Regions from separate parts of the Mus musculus genome. Here region 1 is linked to region 2. Evidence: chromatin contacts called from public Hi-C data. All regions are on one chromosome and are shown on one strand. Each heading gives the region's core, a stretch centred on a gene start, on an enhancer-like site or on the middle of the called end of the contact. The rest is flanking DNA. Distances are from core to core; before and after follow the strand shown. Region 1 holds the start of Itgam (integrin alpha M). Region 2 has its middle 19 kb from the start of Trim72.

Evidence for each region. Hi-C and Micro-C count contacts between places; a contact is called where the count stands out from the background.
Region 1: a Hi-C map of erythroblasts shows a contact between it and region 2, with 2.2 times the contacts expected there. The contact joins the promoter of Itgam here to the enhancer-like site in region 2. A contact is called at or near these places in 4 of 39 promoter capture datasets (the C10 cell line, liver, macrophages and 1 more), 1 of 15 datasets of contacts at CTCF or cohesin (CD8 T cells), 10 of 484 Hi-C or Micro-C datasets (CD4 T cells, the G1E-ER4 cell line, Sertoli cells and 6 more), 9 of 115 datasets of contacts at active chromatin or transcription factors (the HPC-7 cell line, the SCID.adh cell line, bone marrow-derived macrophages and 4 more) and 3 of 9 other capture datasets (adipose tissue, liver and pancreatic islet).

The regions. Positions count from the first base shown.
Region 1 is chr7:128,057,494-128,064,524 of GRCm38.p6, forward strand. It overlaps Itgam (integrin alpha M), which reads left to right and starts at 5,147. Exons shown (of 30, transcript NM_001082960.1): 1 at 5,147-5,277. The coding sequence starts at 5,250. It also overlaps the pseudogene Gm22809.
Region 2 is chr7:128,019,980-128,027,011 of GRCm38.p6, forward strand. No RefSeq gene overlaps it. Among named protein-coding and RNA genes, the nearest start is that of Trim72, 19 kb to the left of the region's middle. Within about 2 kb of position 5,597, at least 58 of the 459 cell types and tissues checked have an H3K27ac peak or open chromatin away from gene starts, as enhancers often do. A contact at or near this core is called in erythroblasts, female germline stem cells, myocytes and 1 more, where this site is marked.

The DNA of each region.
Region 1 (7,031 bases), core at 3,897-6,396, 37 kb after region 2:
AGCCAGGCTTGATGAGCACAGATATAAATCTAGCATTTGGAAGGCTGAAGCAGGAGGATTATGAGTTTGAGACCAACATAGGCTGTTGCAATCATCCACCCACAAAAAAAAATTTCCAATAATTTTAAGTTTTGTTTTGTTTTGAGATAGGGTTTCACTATGTAATCTGACTGATTTGAAATCCTCTATGTACACCAGGGTGGTTTTGAACTTCTAAAGATCAACCTATCTCTGCCTTTCAAGTGCTGGTGACCACTCTTGGCCCATAACCCTAATTAGTTTGCCTATGTAGAGGCAAAGGAAAAATCTCTCTCCATGGCAGATGAAGGGTGGTCACAGATTGGGCACAGAATTGAGAAGTGGGCTGTGCTGTTCACCTTGAACAGGAAGAATTTCTGTAGCCATTCGGTGAGTAGAACCTGATGCACGAGGCTTTGGGACTCTTGCCCCTGAAATCCAGCATTGTTCTGGGAGAAGCCCGAGCCGCATGCAGAGGTGCTGCAGTCACAGCTGCGACCTTAGTCTAGTCTACAGCCAGCACCGATGCTCAGCGGTGTGAATGACCCACCTGGGAAGGTCAGCCTAAGAGCAGTTGGCTAGCTCCAGCACTAGCCATGATCTGACGCCAGCCATGTGAGATACTTAGGTGGGAACTGTGAGCCAGGAACCAAAGAGCAACAACAGTAACAACCCACCACAGCAATACTAACCCTCTACAACAGTAACAACCACACAATGTGGGGTGGTGGGCTGTAAGAGGAAGCCTGGTAAGGCTGAGCTAAGGTTTGAAGCCCTGGAGACCCTGAAGGGACTGTAGGATCCTTGCCTGCTCCCAGAACCAGGCCCCTGTCACGTAGCCACAGCTCCCCGCCCCACACCCCTGTAGAGAGGTCTGTGGCCATCGGTCACATAGGGACAGCACCCCAAGCCCTCCCACATGTAGATAAGGTATCCCTAAGCTCTCAGACCAGGCCGATAGGAAACACCTACTGTCAGACCGTGACCCACCCCAAAACTGTATATAAAGATCCTATCCAGAAGGAATAAAGGTGTGTGAGAATTACTCTGTCAGCTGAGCACTTCTGTCATAGGAGCTGTATCACTGAAGCCAGGGGAGAGACCTGCTCTCCCAAAACGCCACCAGAAGCTACCCCTTCCCCCGGCACCCCTCACTGGCTAGTCAGCTCAACCCAGTCTGACTCAGTGCAGAGCGACCAGTGACCAGTGCGGTGTCTTGGAGCAACAGAAGCAGAAGCAGCAGCTGTGGAGGCAGCTGCAGCAGCAGAGGCACTCCCCGCACCACCCCCCCTGAGTTCGCTCCCTTTGCCTGAACCCTCGCACCTGGCTAGGCCAGAGATCTCTGTGGAAAGCCTCCAGTATACAGGCCCACACCACAACAATAACCCACTACAAAAATAACAACCTATCACAACAATGAACCCACCACAACAGTAATAACCACCACAATAAAGTGCTGTGCTAAGCTGTTAAGTTTTGGACTGGTTTACAAGGAAGTAACTGTTAACTGCCTTGTGTTTGTAATTCACTATCTTGGAGATGACAATATTTATTCATTTATATTTAATTTTTGTTTTCAAAAGAATATTATTTAATCTTTGAAATTTCTATACATCACACAACGTATTTTGTGATCAAAATACCTATCTACCATCATGCCCTGGAACTCTTTCCTTGTCACTCACTGTGCTGGCTAGTTTTAGGTCAGTTTGACACAAGCTAGGGGCATCTGAAAGAGGAAACCTCTACTGAGGAAATGTCTCCATAAGACCTGGCTGTAAGGCATTTCCTTAATTAGTGATTGATGGGGGAGGGCCCGGCCCACTGTGGGTGGTGCCATCCTGGGCCTGTGGTTCTGGGTTCTTTTTCTTTTTTTGGATTTTTCGAGACAGGGTTTCTTTGTGTAGCCCTGGCTGTCCTGGAACTCACTCTGTAGACGAAGCTGGCCTTGAACTCTGTGCTAAGAAATCTGCCTGCCTCTGCCTCCCAGGTGCTGGGATTAAAGGCATGCGCCACCACTGCCCGGCTGGTTCTGGGTTCTATGAGAATGCAGGCTGAGTAAGTAGTTCAGGTTCCTGCCCTGTCTGAGTTCCTGTTCTGACAAATAAACACTTTCCTCTCAAGCTGATTTTGGTCATGGTATTTATCATAGCAACAGTCCCCCATCTAAGACACCACATTAACTTCATGTCTTTCTTTGCTAGAAATAATCCCGAATGTTCAATTAGTGCTTTCCATATGAGCATGGGTGTCAGGCCACCCATTGGGAGATATATACATACATACATACATACATACATACATACACCTACATACACACACACACACACACACATACACACACACACATATGTATATATATATATATATATATATATATATATACATACACACACACACACACACATATATATATACATATATATATATACACCTACATACACATACACACACACATACACACACATATATACACACACATATATATATATATTGAGGTAATGTCTTAATTTATATCCTAGGTCAATCTTGAATTCATAGTAATCCTCCTGCATCAGCCTCTGAATGCTGAGACTATAGATATGTGTCACATTACATTTTAATTTTTTGGTGTATGTGTGTATGTGGTATATGTATGTCTTTGCATGGGTGTCTTCATATATGTGTGTGTGTATTTACACACCATGCATGTGTATTCATGCTTAGGTCAGAGGTTGGAGTTGTCAGGTGTTTTCCTCTATCATTCTCTACTTTTTTGAAACAGGGTCTTCACTGAGTGTGGAAGTTCATTGATCAGCTAGACTGGTTGGCCAGTGAGCCGCAGTGAGCCGCAGTGAGCCGCAGTGAGCCGCAGTGAGCCGCAGTGAGCCGCAGTGAGCCGCAGTGAGCCGCAGTGAGCCGCAGTCTGTCCTCCGTGCTGCGGTTAAGAGAGGTGTTACCACACTCATCCTTCACATGGGTTCTGGAGATCCCAACTCCGGCCTTTATACCTGTGGAGCAGGCACTTAACTCACTGAGCTACCTGCTCAGCCTCTGTGTTGCCAGGCTGGGCTGCTCCGCTGCCTTGCCTCAGGGGTGCCTGGAGCACTGCTGGAGTGCTGCTCGCCCAGGTGAGGCAGAATGAAGTCCCCGGTTGAGGCAAACACTAGAGTCTGGGAGCCCAGTTTGATTCTGAGTGAGTGCCACGAGAGTGCGGAGGGGCTGGGAGAGAGAAGGTCCTCTCGCCTTCTCTAGGCATGGCTCTTTAACACCCCTACCCCCCATCCTTAATGAAAACGTGGTCCTTGTTCCAACTGCTTTATTAGATGGCAGATGTGAATGCATGCACCTTACTCAGGGTGAGACAGGGATTAAATATCTCTTGTGGGAAGGACTGCCCAGGAAGGGAAGCTCATTGGCTGAACACTGGGGCCTATGTAGATTCCTCATTAGCATGGAGAACTCCAGGGTTTTTATGCTGTATGACTGGCTACCATGGCTCTCAGTGGGGTGTCATGGTTATGCGTTCCAGAGCAGGTAGAATTAGGCAGGGAGTTGAGCCCACTCCTACAATTCACATGGGTTCTGGAGATTCAAGGATTTGAACTCAGTCTTACCAGTTCTTCTGTCTGGTGGCATGGTTCCACTTGCCCCACATGTGTGTGTGTCTGAGTGTGCATGTAATAACTTTGAAACAAAGTATATAGAATTTTATTTATCTATTTTCCAGCAGGTAAACATCTACTTCCGTCGACTATTGTAAAATATAACTAGGAACAATAGAAAATGTGTCAAGATGAAGAGAAGGAAGCCAGGCCTGGGTGCATGCCTGTAGGTCTATGGCTGGGGAGGTTGAGGCAGGAGGATGACTGAGTCAGTGAGCTCAAGATCAGCTTGGACAACACATTGATAATGTAGAGAACAAGGTCCACGAGGTGGCAGGTAAAGGTGCTTTGTCACCAAGCCTGAGGACCTGACCTTGATCCCTGAGACCTGCATGGTGGAAGAAGAAAACTGACTCCAGCAAGCTGTGCTCTGACCTTCATACTTACACAGTTGAAACCCACAAGCATTCACACACACACACACACACACACACACACACACACACACACACGCACCAAATAAATAAGTAGATGTAAACAAGACAAAAACAAAACAAAACAAAACAAAACACAACCCAGAGAGTAAAGAAACCACTTTTTTTCTCAGCCAAGGGAAATGTACACAGTGCCCCATACCATAAGTCACGTAGTCGAGTATCCTAGATTTGGGAAAATCACGGGTCAGCACATTCCAAGTGCAATGGGTGTGCCTCGCTTGGGAAAACTACCTTCCTGATCATAGTGTCTCCCCTGCCAGGTAAGTACGAGAAACCACTGTTTTTTAAGAACAAGAACTTCGAGTAGACTCCACATGCAGCAAGGCAGGAATGGTTAAATATCTCCCAATACATCCTTCAGTTCCACTGTGTATAATAACATCAAGTTCTGTTTTCAAAATACTTTCATGAATTATATAGAGCACCACACTATGGCTAGACGCCGATGGTTTCTTTCCTCTTTGGGTATGTGTGCGCATGTACCATGGCGTGGATGGAGAGATCAGAGGAGAGCTGGGAGGAGCTGGTTCTTTTCTTCAACCGTATGGAAACTGGGGATTGGACACAGGTGGTCAGCGCTTAGTGGCAAACACCTTTACCAACTGAGTCACCTAGCTGGACCAACTCTTGGCTGTTTTTTCTTTTTGAAGAGATTTGTTATGCCGTATGTATGTGGGTGTTTTCCCTGCATGTTTGTCTGTGCATGAGTGCTGAAGGGAGCACCAGATGCCCTGGGACTGGAGTTATAGACAGTTTCTGAGCCTCCATGTGGGTACTGGGAGCAAGATGTGGGTCCCCTGGGAGACCAGCCTGATCCGAAACACTGAGCCTACTACTTAGCTTTTTTTTTTTTTTTCCATAATATTTGAGCTATCCCAGAGGTAGACGGGTGTCAGATGGCACCTTTGGGTGTAACCCTGATGGTTCGGGCCAGGAAACGGCATCAGGGACTGTTTTCTCCCGGAGGAAGGCTACAGAGGGCTGGGTGCTTGTAGAGCCTCCGCCCTCTTTCTTTGAGTCTCTCATAGCTTTTTCCTCATACTTCTCTGTTTTTACCCCTCCCTCCTGGCCTTGGTGGCTTCCTCAAAGTGTCTGTGGTGCCTGAAATACCACAGTTCACACTTCTTTCAGGGCCTTGTTCCTTTAAGTCATGACTCTTAAAGCTCTTCTGGTCACAGGTATGTCGGCGGGGTCTTGGGGGATCCTCAGGGTGGGGAGAAGGGGGTCCTCAGATTGGAAAGGAGGGGATCTCTTGGATCTATGAATGGAGAGGAAGGTCATAGGAAGGAGTAGGTGGGGAGAGATCAAAGGTTTTAGGGAATGTGGATACCGAGACTTGAACTCAGGTGGTCGGTGTTTAATGGCAAGCACCTCTACCAATTGAGTCACCTTGCTGGACAAACTCTTGGCATTTCTTTGAAAAAAGGGAATCATTGAGTGTGTGGGTGTTTTACCTGGATGCAGGTCTATCCATCAGGTGTGTGCAGTGCTAGTGGAAGTCAGTAGCGGGTATCAAAAGGGGAGGGGGATCTTTTGGATCTGTGAGTGGAGAGAAAGGTCAGGGAATAGGAAGGAGCTAGGTGAGGAGAGGCAAAGGGCATTAGGGAAGGATAAAGGATTCCAAAAGAAAAAGAGCAGAGGTAGGCAGGAGGAATAGTTAGGGATGCATGGATGAAGGACTAAATCCATCGATGCTGTGAGGGTTGTTTGGCAGACAGGCTACCAGGATCCAGAGAGGTGAAGGAGCTGCACCAGGGAGCGCAGCGGATACATTTCCGGCTGTGTTTCAACACATACCACTTCTCCTTAGTCTTACGTTCTAATTACCAAGAACCTAGTGTGGATGTTTGTTGAATGACTGATAATCAAAAAAAAAAACTGTTTTGTTTCCTTTTATGTCTACTTTTGTAGAGAGGGAGTCAAGAAGGGAAGGAACTACTTGAAACTTGCATAGGAAGGAAAATTTCTAACTGAGCCCTTTGTTGTGTAAACCATTGTGGTTGTGACAGTGGGGGAAGAGGCCATTGTGGGCTTAGAAAGGGACTGGTCATACCCCATCATAGGCATTTGTGCAGGCCTTTGAGCCTGCGTCAGCATATTTGGCCTGTGGGTTAAATACTCTTGCTACCTGTCTTAAAAGACAAACATCTATCATCCATCAATGATAGAGGATGCTAGCTTTACTCCCAGTGAAGTGAAATGTCACTCCTTAAGAGTCTCATTCATCTCCTGGATAAACCTGTATCACAAAAATTGTGATAATGGGCTACAGTTTGAGATTCCTTGATGAAAACTTGGTAGATAGAGGTGAAGCCCAGGGCTTGCCTAGTATGTACAAAGCTCTCAATTTGATCCCTAGCACCAGATAAACTGGATACAGTAGTGTACACCTGTAATTCCTGCACCCTGGGGGTGGGGTGTAGAGGCAGGAGAATCAGGAGCTTAAGATGGTCTTCAGCCTAGGATGTGTGAGACACTGTCTTGAAAAGCTCTTCAAGCTGGGTGTGATGGCACACACCTTTAATCCCAGAACTGGGGAGGCAGAGGCAGGTGGATCTCTAAGAGTTTGAGGCCATCCTGTTCTACAGAGATAGTTCCAGGATATCCAGGGCTACTCAAAGAAACCTTGTCTTGAAACAACCACACCAACACCACCTTTTCCTCTATGGTCTTACTATGCAGTCCTGCTGGTCTGGAACTCACTGTGTAACCAGCTGGTCTTCTGTAGAAAAAGAGGATGGATTTCTGTGTGGTGGCCCACCCCTGCACCCCCAGCATTTGAGAGGTAGAATGGGAGACAGGAAGACCAGGAGGTCTAGGTTATCCACAGTTACACTGTAGTGTTCCAGGCCAGACTGGACTATATACAATCCTGTCTCAAAAACATAACAGAGAGATCCCACACTGTGGATCCCTGCCCAGGACCATCAGA
Region 2 (7,032 bases), core at 4,347-6,846:
GAATTCGTTGTTTCATTCTGTGTCTTTAGTCCTCTGTCTGTTGTATGAGTCTGAATTTGTGCCTGACTAAGGACTGTCTTATAAATCTGTCCGTGTTTGCATTGGAGTCTCCATGTGGCTGTGTGTCTGACCCTTACAACTGGCTTTGCTCTGTCTTTATTGAACAGTACCGAAAGCATCTTAAGGGGAGGGAATGAGGGACACTTTACAGACATCTTTAACAGTGTTACAAGACATTAAGTCACAGATATCAGCTGGCCCCAAATGATCCAGATAAACAATCATTGTTTATTGAGCAATACTCATGTTTGTGTTTGATAATACTCATAAACGTTGTGTTCAACAGTGTGGTGGATTTCCATTTCGTAAGATTGCTCTCAACCTCTCTATATTTTTGTGTTTTGAATAAGTGATGGACATGCACGGTTTTGGGTTAGGGTCGTGGAAGAGGACATAACTTAAGATTAAGCAATGCATTCGCTTAGCCTTTGAAGCTGATTACAGGGAAACCCAAGGCAAGTAAGGCTGCTTGTTTCTTTTTCTTTTTATTTTTTGTATTTAGCTTTTTTTGTTGTTGTTTGTTTGTTTGTTTTTTGAGACAGGGTTTCTCTGTATAGCCCTGGCTGTCCTGGAACTCACTTTGTAGACCAGGCTGTCCTCGAACTCAGAAATCCGCCTGCCTCTGCCTCCCAAGTGCTGGGATTAAAGGCATGTGCCACCACACCCAGATGTATTTAGCTTTTAAATTCTTTACCAGTTTCACATCATACACCCCAATCCACTCAACTCCCCATCCCTTTGTGCCTGCCCTCTGCTCTTGCAACCCCATCCCCCCAAAGAAAAACAAACCTCATTGTGGAAGCTGTAGTGTGTGACGGCATGTCTCATAGTAAACTCTTGTCCATACATCTTCACCTGCAAATGCTCACGGCAATGAGTCATTGGTCTGCTTCAAGGCCCCTGGCTCCTGCTATGCTACCAATACTGTTCATCACTGGGACTCCTCTCAGATAACCTATTGTGCCCTGGTTGGGGTGGAGGAGTTGCTGGTGAGCCAGCTCCAAGGGTGTGGGAAGGGGAGAACTGGCCCAGCCCCTCACCTGCTGAAGCACTCAGGAGAGGCTCCCCCCCCCCCCCCCCCCCGCACCTCACTTGGGCAGCAAAATAGAGCTGGCTCTGCTGGTGTGGTTAAGGGTGAGCTGGTCTCAGAGCATGAGAGTGGGAGAGGTGGCCCTGTTCCTTGCTGAATGTGGCATTAGGTGAGCTAGCTGGGGCAGTGCTGGAGAGCTTGCCCTGGTGGTGTGGGTGCAGGAGAGCTGGTAGGCTGACCAGTTCAGCTACCACCCAGAAGTCTCTGAGTTGGAACTGATCTGTTTTTGTTTTTGTTTTTTTTGGTTTGGTTTTTTGAGGCAGGGTTTTTCTGTGTTCCCCTGGCTGTCCTGGAACTCACTTTGTAGACCAGGCTGGCCTCGAACTCAGAAATCCGCCTGCCTCTGCCTCCCAAGTGCTGGGATTAAAGGCATGCGCCACCATGCCCGTTTCTGATCTGAATACCCCATCTCAAAGGAGGGAGGAAGCCAACAGCCCTATACAGTTATAATGTCTATGAACTACAACAATGACCAGCATGCAAGATAACACTAAGGTGCAGTCTAGTAGTAGCATACATACCTTGGAGTCCAGACAGATACATCTATAAAACAACTCCCATACTTAAGGTTCAGGGAATTTTTAGGAAGAGGAGGCAGAAAAATTGTAAGAACCAGAAGATCAGGGAGTTTGCTGTGAGATTAGGTCTCCTAGAAATGTCAGAAGCTGCACCCATATTCTCACTAACCTGGCTGGCTAAATTATGAGCTGAACAAGGACAGCAATAGATGTGCAGAAGTGGACGGGAGAAAGCACGCAAGGCCTCAACTGCACACAAAGCATCTTAGTTAGGGTTCCCATTGCTGTGAAGAGGCACCATGACCAAGGCAACTCCTGTAAAGGACAATATTTAATTGGTCTGACTTACAGGTTCTGAGTTTCAGTCCATTGTCATCGTGGCAGGATGCATGGCAGCATCCATGGGACTGGAGGAGCTGAGAGTTCTGTATCTTGATTCAATTGCAGCCAGGAGAGACTGTCACCCAGGCGGCTAGGAGGAGGGTCTCAAAGTCCACCCTCACAGTGACACACTTTCTCCAACAAGGCTTGTTATAGGTTGTCAAGAGACCCTTACTCACAAAGACCACAGAGACTGCCATCGTTGCAAAACACATGAGGATTTTACTTATCCAACATGTTGGGGAACCCTCTCTCAGCACGCAGACTGGAGGAGAGACCCAGAACAAAGAGGGAACACACTTTTTATACCTTTGTAAGGGGAAGATTTAGGCACCAGGGTAGTTTGGCTTATTTTAATTGGTGTAGCAAATAACCTTAGGCATTGGTTGGTTTGTATAGGGTGACTCTCATTTTGTCTGTCCTTGTGGTTTTTAGTGTGAGGCAGGGCAGGGGAATTGTTAATCTTGTTCTGGCAGCTGTAAGCTTAGTCATTTTGACCATTAAAACTATGTTTCTATATTTGTTTAGTCAGCCGACTTTTTATCTGGGTCTGTACTTGGCCTGCTAGTATAGTTTGGAAAGTCCTTTTGAAGGGGGAAGGTACTGGGCAGTCTTGAATTTATTTTGAATATTACAGGCTGTACTTACTCCAACAAGGCCACACCTCCTAATAGTGCCACTCCTTGGGCCAAGCATATTCAAACCACCACATAAGGCATGCTGAAAGTGGGAGAAATAGTCTTCTCCAGGGAGGAGCAATCCAATACGTCATCCAATACCAAATGGTCAGCCTTGAAAATATGTACATACAAGTAACATTATACAGACTGAACAGGACACACACACACACACACACACACACACACACACACGCATATACAGAAGAATTTGGAGGAAGGAAAGGGAAAGGAGGAATTATGTAACTATAATCTTAAAAATAAAAGAAAAACTGTTCTTAATGAAAATAACTCTTTTTAGAGGAGTCATCGAGGCGGCTCAGTGGGTAAAGGCTCTTTGCCATACAAGCTTGGTGACTTGAGTTTAATCCCCAGAGCCCACTTGCAGTTTGACTAAGCAATAGACTTCATGTGTTCATGAAAATACACCTACTCCCCAGTAGATGGCGCTGTTTTGGGCGGTTCTGGAACCTATGTGGCGCCATGTTGAAGAAAGTATGTCAAAGGAGGGGCAAGGTTTGAAATTTTAAAGCCCTCCTTCGCTTCCTGTCCTGACACCTGTGCAGATGAAAATGTGGTCGCACATGCTCCTGTCACCATGCTTGCCCTGCTGTTTCCATGACTTCTGGGCCTTCATGATTCCTATCCCGCTTAAGTGTTTTCTCCTGTAAGGTTTTTGACCATGATATTTTACTACAGCAACAGAAAAGTAACTCCCATGCTGTGAGAAGGTGGAGGGACAGAACTATCTCCGCAAAGTTGTTCATAGTATTACAAGTTTTTGGCTTATTAGTAGCATTTTTCAGTGTCAGCCACAAAAACCATAGAGCAGGAAGGGCTGCCCAGTGATCAGTTCTGAATCAAGATATTTTAGACATAACAGTTCATATTGACCTTTGATTCGATGGGTCCTCCGTAAAGCTTTGTGGACTTTCTTAAGATTAGCAAACCTCATACAGAACAGGGAATGTGGTCAGCATGTCCTTGATCCGAGTCACTTCTCTGTGTCAGTGACATCTGGCAGGCATGTTACAGCAACAATGTGAAATATCTGGCAGGCATGGAACAAAATGGCTACAGCTATTTTGGGGGGAGTCAGACACACACACCCCTTGTTGGAATGACTTACAGGCTGCAGTCCAGCTAGTCTTGGCTGTGAATGGAAAGTCCAATAATCCAGTAGTGCTCCGTCCACATTCTGAGTCTCACTTGGTCTTCAGTATATGCTGGAATCCCAAAGAAGTAGGCTTCTGTGTTAGTGAAGGAATGGACTTGCTTTCTAGGTGGTGGAAAATAAGCAAAAGGCAAAAGCTTCCTTCTTCTAGGTCCTTACGTAGGCTTCCAGAAGAAGGTGTGGTATGGATTAAAGGTGCATCTTCCTACCTCAAGATTTAGATCATAGGTGCGTGCCTTTCTACCTCGATGGTTTGGACTAGAAATGGATTTACGCAAGCAAAAACAATCCCTCACAGGTGTACCTTCCATTTCTGGATTATAGTTCATTCTAGATGTAGTCAAGTTGACAGACAAGAATAGCCATCACACCCTCACGTCCAGATGTCAGAGATTTACAGCTGTCTTCCCGGGCCTCCAGCTCTTGTGATCTTTTTTGCTCCCTCACTTGAGTGCTTTCTAAGCCTTTGAGAGTGTTATAGATGATGTCCACTTAGGGATGTGGACTCAAGAGTCACTCGTCCCCAGCACTGAGATCTCGTATGAGTCTCAGCATTAACGATCTCCCTCTGCAAAAAAGGAGCTTCTCTTATCAATAATATATGGGTGCAAACATAAACATTTAGCAAGAAGTTCAACAAGTGTTCATTAAGCAGAGCGTGTTGTAGGTCCTCGGTTTGGGTGTGACTTCCTCATCCGTAATCTTCTGAGCAGTTTCACGGTACCAGGCATGTAGTCGCGTGGCTTCAGATCTAATCACAGTGGTGACCACTGATGGCTTTTCTCTCCCAGCAGTCTGCCTGTGGGACTGTTAAAGCCACCTCAGAAGAAGCTCCAGCTCAGGTCTAGGCTGAATCCTCTGTGTCCTGGATACAAAGTGTGTGGCATCTTTAGCAACAGCATCCTCTGGGAGTGCCCTGGCCTACTGCGATGGAGATATCCAACAGTTGGTATTGGGATTTTCATGTAAAAACATATGGTTTCTGGGAGCAGCATGGCCCACACTGTTCTTTGCATTATGGATTCCTGCTCCTTGGGCGGGACTCCTGAGTCCTGAGTGCGGGCTACCTCTATCAATGTCACTCAACTCACTTGGAAGATTCATTGTTTCTGAAAGTTCCTTCTCCCCTCCCCACTGTAGAGATTGGCTTGTTTTCTTTTGTGTGGACCAGGATTTGCCTGCATGTACGTATGGTACCATGTGACAGAGGGCAGAAGAAGGCACTGTGCTCCCCTGGGTCTGGAGTTATGGATGCTTGTGAGTCACCCACCATATCGGTGTGGGAAAAGAATCCGGCCCTCTGCAAGAGTAGCCAGCACTCTTAATCATTGAGTCATCTCTCTAGCCCACTCCACCCCCTCCTTTTTCTTTTGAGACAGGGCTGGCCTCAAACTTTATATAGCCTAGTCTGGCCTCAAACTTGCTATGTAGTTGAAGGTGGCTGAGAACTCTGGATTCTTTTGGCCTCTACCTGCTAAGTGGTAGGACAATAGGCATGTGTTAGCATGCCTCGTTTTATTAATTATTATTTTACTATTATCATTTTTTTAAAGACAGTGTCTCACTGTGGAGACCAGGCTGACCTTGGGCTCATAGATATTCAACTAAACTACCTCTTCCTCTCAAGAAACTAAAGGCATGCACTATCATGCCTGGACTTGAATGCAGGATTTTGCAAGGCTGGGGTGGAGGTGAGTTTCTTAAGAGGAAACTTATGAGTCAGGAGACACCCACATGCTCCACGTGTTCAATTGCTTAAGACCCCAATGGCGGATAGGCTCTTTTGTGTGTGTGTGTGTGTGTGTGTGTGTGTGTGTGTGTGATGGTGCTGGGGATGAACCCAGGGCCTTGTACATACCAGGCACATTACCTACCACCCGGGAATAGATAAGAAGATAGGAATAGCTCTCATTGTATAAACACTTCAGTTTCCCCTGTAAACCACCACAAAATGTTGTAAAACAAATAGTAGGAGCCATCTTAAAAATGAATCCTTTCTTTGTTCCTTTTTTCTGGACTCAGGATTTCATGTAGCTCAGGCTAGCCTCAAACTGTGATGGCTATTCTTGGTTGTCAACTTGATTACATCTGGAATTAACTAAAACCCAAAAATAGAGGGGCATGCCTGTGAGAGACTTTTTCTTAATTTGAAGTGGGAAGTTTCATTTTTAATCTGGATGTATAAGGTAGGAAGACACTCCTTTATTCCAGATCTTTTGAGTTTGGAAAACCCACCTCTAATCTGGGCCACGCCTTCTGCAGGAAGCCTACGTAAGGACATGGAAGGAGGAAGCTTGCTCTCTGTCTGCTTGCTCTAATATCACAAGTCAGCCCATCCCTTCACTGGCATTAGAGAGAGCCTCCTTCTTTGGGATTCCAGTGTATATGTAAGGCCAGCTGAGACATCCAGCCTCACAGGCTGAACAACTACTGGATTCTTTGACCTTCTGTTTATAGGCAGCCATTGTTGGATTAGTTGGCCCATATATGTATATATGTATATGTGTATATGTGTATATGTGTATATGTGTATATGTATATATGTGTATATGTATATATGCATATGCATATGTATATATTATATAACTCTCCCCTTTCTCTGTCTGTCTGTCTCTGCCTCTCTCTCTCTAAGTTCTGTTCCTCTAGAGAACCCTGGCTAATACAGATTTTGGTACCAGAAATAGTTGTAGAGCAACAGAAGTACAGGGATGAGTCTTTAAAGCATCTGGAGTAGGTTTTCTGATTTGACAACACCGACAGTCGTGGAAGCCTCTCCTGTGAGCTTGGAGACTACCGAAAGTACATGGTGTAAACTATTTTACAAACCTAAGGAGACATGAAGTGGCAACTTCTGGTTTCTTTGGAAAGTCAGTTGTGTCGGATGGTGTTTTGCTAAAGCAGACAATGTGAAGGAGTGTTTAGCTGAAGCAGAGACAGGTTGAACTGGCTGGTTTTGTGTGTCAACTTGACATAGGCTGGAGTTACTACAGAAAAAGGAGCTTCAATTGGGGAAATGCCTCCAGGAGATCCAGCTGTAAGGCATTTGCTCAATTAGTGATTGTACTGGCTAGTTTTGTGTCAACTTGACACAGCTGGAGTTATCACAGAGAAAGGAGCTTCAGTTGGGGAAAT